2 separate regions of the Cricetulus griseus genome follow, and region 2 is linked to region 1. A link is a contact called in public Hi-C data. All regions are on one chromosome and are shown on one strand. The core of a region is the stretch at or near the end of the contact, and the rest is flanking DNA. Distances in the headings are between cores, read along the strand shown.

Region 1 (2,928 bases), core at 293-2,792:
CTGCAGATGTGACTTCAAGGCATTTCCTTAACAGAAATGTGGTATCTTGATAAGCAGGGCCACTTCCCCCTGGGAGCCTGGGTTTGGCAGCTATTCATGATGTGAACTTTTACATACTCAGCCTCGACGACTAAGAAGTGTTCTCTGAAGATAGAGAAAGAGGCAGCCTCCAAGCGGGAATGTTGAAACTCATCAGGATCAGGCACAGGGCAGGCATGGTAGTGGTGTAGAATTGGACTTGAGTAGCCAAATTGGCCCTGAGATTTTGCTTGTTTGCTTATTCTTGAGACAGGGTCTCTCTTTGGAGCCCTGATGAGCCTGGAACTCATAGAGAGATATGCCTGCCTCTGCCTCCAAAGTGCTGGGATTAGAGGTGTGTGCCACCACACCTGGCTCTAGAGACCTTAAATCCTCAACTTTACCTCTAACTTAGGAGGCAACAGCCTCCTTCATCAGGTGGGGTGGCCGTGAGGGTGTTAAATACCCAAAGCCAAGTGAGGGGGTCCCTGCCTGTAATCCTGGTACTTGAGAGAGGGAAGAAGCAACGATCAGAGTTCAAGGCCAGCCTGGGCTACTAGCAAGATTCTAGCTCATGATAAATAAATATATACTTTTAAATCTGTATAGCACCTCATAGAAGATGCCAAAGAAAAAGTAATTGATAGACTAACTTTTGTAAAATTCATTTAAGAGATAGAAGAATAATCTCAAGGTTAATTTTTTCCCCCAAGGCAACCATCTCTTTGCATTGATAGCTGTCTTTCTTTTAGCCATCCAGTCTGAAACCCTGTCAATAGATTTTCTTGGTTTTGTTTTAAGATTTTATTTATTATGTATACAGCATTCTGCTTCCATGTATATCTGCACACCAGTAGAGGGCACCAGATTTCATAACGGATGGTTGTGAGCCACCATGTGGTTGCTGGGAATTGAACTCAGGACCTCTGGAAGAACAGTTGGCACTCTTAACCTCTGAGCCCTCTCTCCAGCCCCCTTGGTTTTGTTTTATACAGTCGTATTTATCAGCAGTTGCTAGGACCCATCCCTTTTCTCTCCTTCTGCCAATACTTTAGCCTTATATTTCAGAATCTCCTGCCTGGACAACTGTCACTATCTTCTAGCTACTCTCAAATCTCACATTATACTAATGTCACTCCTTTACCTTTATGACCAAAGCCTCCACGGTCCCCTATGAACCATGGAGAAAAATCCCTCAGCATACATCAAATCTCTCTGCAATCTGGCCCTATAGATGCCAGATTCAGCAAATTAAGAATGCCGGATGCTCAGTTAACTTTGAATTTTAGTTAAGCCAAAAAATGTAGTGTAAGTAGTTTGCATGCAGTGTTTGGAACACATTTCAACTGATAAATTATTCACCATTTTATGTGAAATTCAAATTTAAATTTGAGTGTCTTGTTTCTCTTCTGGCAAATCCACGTGACCCTTACCTCCCCCTCGGGTGCTGTGACTCAACACCCTCCTGGCTCTCAGAGGCACAGAATCTGTTCTAGGCTTCCTGTTGCTCTCTGCTCTTGCCCTGAGGGTGCCTGAGGAGGCAAAGCAGGCCTTGGAATCAGTCCCTGGGGCTGCACCGCCTCTACTGGCCTCCTCAGACACCAGGCATTCATGTGGTGCTTGGAAGTACATAAGGCACCCCCCTCATACGCACACATTAAAAAAAAAAAATGTTTTGCAGCTGAAGAAATAAATGGGGAAGAGGTAGGACTCTTTACAGCTAAAACCAACCAATAAATGTAGCAGGAACGGTGGAAACAGAGAGCCAGAGATTGCTGCTTTTCATAGCAGTGATTTACTCCAGTAAGACGGTCAGTGAAGGGTTTCCTTCTACCTGGAGGGTTGATCATGTCTTTAGAGCACATTCCCTCTGGCCACCAATCAATTACAAAGATAGTGACGACATTATGGTTGATACTACCATATGGTTATGGCCCATATCCTCACTGGTGGGATAGATCAATACTATGTGTCTGTCACAGTGTTGACACCGAAGCATCGCTGAGGTTTCCCTATCCTTAAAGAACAGCCCAAGTCTGGTGGGGAAGCTGTGGTGGGTTCTCTCTGCACACACTATCAAATCTGCACATGGACGGCAGTAAGGCTCTACCAGCCCTCTGAGCCTCACCCCCAACCTTGGCAAGGTGAGTGGGGTGCTTTGTTGTTTTCCCATGGGTCTGAGGCTAGGGTCCTTGACATGCTAGCTCATGTCAACAACACAGCCAGTCAGGCCTGCACATACTCAGAGATTCTTCCTTTGCTCCCCATGGGGCAGAAGTGTGAAAGCATGGCAGCATGAGAGAATGAGGTGTTCAATGGCACCAAGCAAGTGTGTGTGTGTGTGTGTGTGTGTGTGTGTGTGTGTGTGTGTGTGTGTCTGTGTGTGTGTGTCTGTGTCTGTGTATTGTGATGATTTATACCCCTGTCCTTCTGGATAATTTTAGGGCATATCATGAAAGGTTGGTGTTTAGGTTTTACACACACACACACACACACACACACACACACACACACACACACACACACACACACGTTTGTAGAGACAGGGTTTCTCTGTGTAGCCCTGGCTGGCCTAGAACTCACTCTGTAGATTAGGCTGGCCTCAAACTTAGAGATCCACCTGCCTCTGCTTCCCAAGTGCTGGGATTAAAGGCATGTGCCACTACTGGCCAGCTTCTCTGCAATTTTGAAAAGTTGCAATGTTATCAGATTTTCCCTTTGGAAAGGTCATCTTAGCTACAGGTTGGTGAACTGGAGGTGGTTAAGGTTAGAAGTTTCTGCCTAGCGTTGGTGGTGCACACCTTTAAACCCAGCACTCGGGAGGCAGAGAGAGGCAGGTGGATCTCTGTGAGTTCGAGACCAGCCTGGTCTACAAGAGCGAGTTCCAGGACAGCCTCCAAAGCCACAGAG
Region 2 (2,928 bases), core at 134-2,633, 240 kb before region 1:
TGACACCTGATATGGGTGCTGGGAATTAAATTTGGTTCCTCTGCAAGAGCAGTGCTGTGTCTTAGCCACTGAGCTGTCTCTTCAACCCCACCAGGACATTTACCTAAATCAGTCACATTCAGCATGATAATCAATGAATCTCAAATTACTCCTGGTCTGGAGATTAAGCTCAGTTGGGGAGGGCTAGCCTAGCATGCAGGAACCCCCAGACCTCATAAACTGGGTATGGCAGCACATACCTATTATCCCAGCATTCTAGAGGTAAAGGCAAGAAAACCAAGCAAGGTCAGGTATTCTAGGCCAATCTGGATTACATAACAAGTTTGGGGTCATCCTAGGCTACCTGAGACCTTTCAAGGTCATCAAGCCCTGGATATATGAGATTTTTCAAACCAACAATCAACAACAACAAACAAACAATCTTAGTTGGGTAGTGGTGGTGCATGCCTTTAATTCCAGCACTTGGGAGGCAGAGGTAAGCTAGCTGATCTCTGTGAGTTCAAGGCCAGCCTGATCTACTTAGTGAGTTCCAGGACAGCCTCCAAAGCTACCAAAAAGCCCTGTCTTAAAAAACCTAAAAAGAGAAAAGAAAAGAAAGATGTGGCACTTAAAATAGCAATCTATTACTGTTTTTAAAGCTTCTTTGGGTTGCCTAGATTCCGATGATTCTCAGTGTCTCTTATGTAACTTTGGTCAGAAATAGCCAAGATTGGAGTCATCTAAAGGTATGCTTGAACTTGATACAAGATGGCTCCTTTAGTCCCTCTCTTGGCACTGTGGCACTCTTTGGCCCTTTTCTCCTCTAAAGATATGTGACCTCCAGAGTCTTTCCACCTGTGTTGAATCTCTCAAGCATTGTAGTTTGAGGGTAGTCATGTTCCTTACATGGTGGCCATCTTCCCAGTAGGATGAGAAAACTACCAGGCTAGCTGTTTTTTTTTCTTGGTCAGTGACAGGGCCCGTTCCCTCTTGTTCTGTAAAGTTCTGGAACACATTGCAGAGGGGCATATGACTGGAGAAATGAGGGGAAATATAATTGGCTCGTTGCATCAGAAACCGGCACATTTCAAAGAATCTAAATTGTTCAAATTATGTTCCGACTTCAGGGCAATTAAGCCAGAAACCAAAAAAAAAAAAAAGGTAACTAGAAAGCCTGCTGTGCTGACTAAGGTTTTATGTCAACCTGACAAGTTTTGTCATCCCAGAGGGAGCAGCAATTGGAGCAATTGAGAAAATACGAAAATGCCTCCACAAGATGGGGCTGTAGGCAAGCCCATAGGGCATTTTCTTAATTAGTGATTGATGTGGGAGGATCCAGCCCACTGTGGATGGTGACATCCCTGGGCTTCTATGAGAAAGCGGGTTGAGTAAGCCATGGGAAACAAGTCAGCAAGCAGCATTCCTATGGCCTCTGCGTCAGCTTTTGCCTCCAGGTTCCCGCCTGATCTGAGTCCTGCCTTGGCTTCCCTCAATAGATTGTGATGCTGAATATGTAAGCAAATAAATCTTTTCCTCCCCAAGCTGCTTTTAGTCATGGTCTTTCATCACAGCAGTAGTAACCCCAACTCAGACACCTGCATATTTTAATAGTAAGAAATGTACGCTGGCCAGTGGTGGTGCACACCTTTAATCCCAGGACTTGGGAGACAGAGGCGATATATCTCAGTGAATTCAAGGCCAGCTTGGTCTACAAACCAAGTTCCAGGACAGCCAGGACTGTTACACAGAGAAATCCTGTCTGGAAAACAAATCAAAAAAGAAATGTACTTCTAGGGACTGGAGAGATGGCTCAGTGGTCAAGAGTGCTGGCTATTCTTCCAGAGAACCTGTGCTTGCCTACCAGTACCCACAAGACAGCTTATAGTTGTCTGTGATTTCTGCTCCAGGGGAATCTGACACACCCTCTTCTGGTGTCCTTGGGCTCCAGGCACACATGTGGTGCACAGACCATATATGCAGACTGTACTTGAACATTTTCAGTTCTACCAGCCAGCTCCTAAATAGCCATATTGAGACATTAATTATGAAAGCTTGGTCCATAGCTTAGGCTTGTTTCTAACTAGTTCTTATAACTTAAATTAACCCATTTCTATTAATTTACTTTCTGCCTCAAGGCTTTATTACCTTTATTTTGTACTGCTCTTGTTGTTTCCTCTGAGCCCTTGCAACTCTGCCTTTCTTCTTCCCAGCGTCCTCTGTGTCTGGCTGTCCTGCCTATACCTCCTGCCTAACTAACGGCCATTTAGCTTTTTATTGAACCAATAAGAGGGCACATTGGCCAAGACACATCTTCACAGTGTACAAAAAGATTATTCCATAATAGCAGACAAAACACCCATACTCATAAAACTAAATAAAAGGAAATATATTTTAAAGAACCTGCCAGGCATTGGTGGCGCACACCTTTAATCCCAGCACTCAGGAGGCAGAGGCAGGTGGATCTCTGTGAGTTCGAGGCCAGCCTGGTCTACAGAGCAAGTTCCAGGATAGGCTCTAAAGCAATACAGAGAAACCCTGTCTCGAAAAACCAAAAAAAAAAAAAAAGGAACTTATGTACATAACTAAATGGCAATAAACACAGAAATTATAGATTGTAGCTAAAGCCAGGCTAGGAAATATTATGATCCTAAATATATAGTGTAGATATGAATAAAAGCTGAAAATCAATTACTTAAGAATCCTTTTCAAAAATTATGTGGAAAAAAAGACAAAAAGGAAAAGGGTGGTGGTGGAGGGGATGTGGTTCAGTTGGTAAAATGTTTACCTAGCATGTAGGAAGCCCTGGCTCAATTCCCAGTGTTGCACACAACCGTAATCTCAGTACTTGGATGGAGGAAGCAGGAGAAGGTCAAGAGTTCAATGTGTGCTAGTGTCCTAGTAGTTCACAGCAGGGATAACAGAATGGAGCCTGTTACATGTTCACCTTAG

The links. Hi-C and Micro-C count contacts between places; a contact is called where the count stands out from the background.
Region 2: a Hi-C map of fibroblasts shows a contact between it and region 1, with 5 times the contacts expected there. The contact joins two enhancer-like sites. A contact is called at or near these places in 2 of 8 Hi-C or Micro-C datasets (the CHO-K1 cell line and fibroblasts).

What each region holds. Positions count from the first base shown.
Region 1 is chr6:55,975,350-55,978,277 of CriGri-PICRH-1.0, reverse strand. No RefSeq gene overlaps it. Among named protein-coding and RNA genes, the nearest start is that of Slc28a2, 29 kb to the left of the region's middle. Within about 2 kb of position 1,542, at least 1 of the 6 cell types and tissues checked has open chromatin away from gene starts, as enhancers often do. A contact at or near this core is called in fibroblasts, where this site is marked.
Region 2 is chr6:56,218,861-56,221,788 of CriGri-PICRH-1.0, reverse strand. No RefSeq gene overlaps it. Among named protein-coding and RNA genes, the nearest start is that of Sord, 27 kb to the right of the region's middle. Within about 2 kb of position 1,383, at least 3 of the 6 cell types and tissues checked have open chromatin away from gene starts, as enhancers often do. A contact at or near this core is called in fibroblasts, where this site is marked.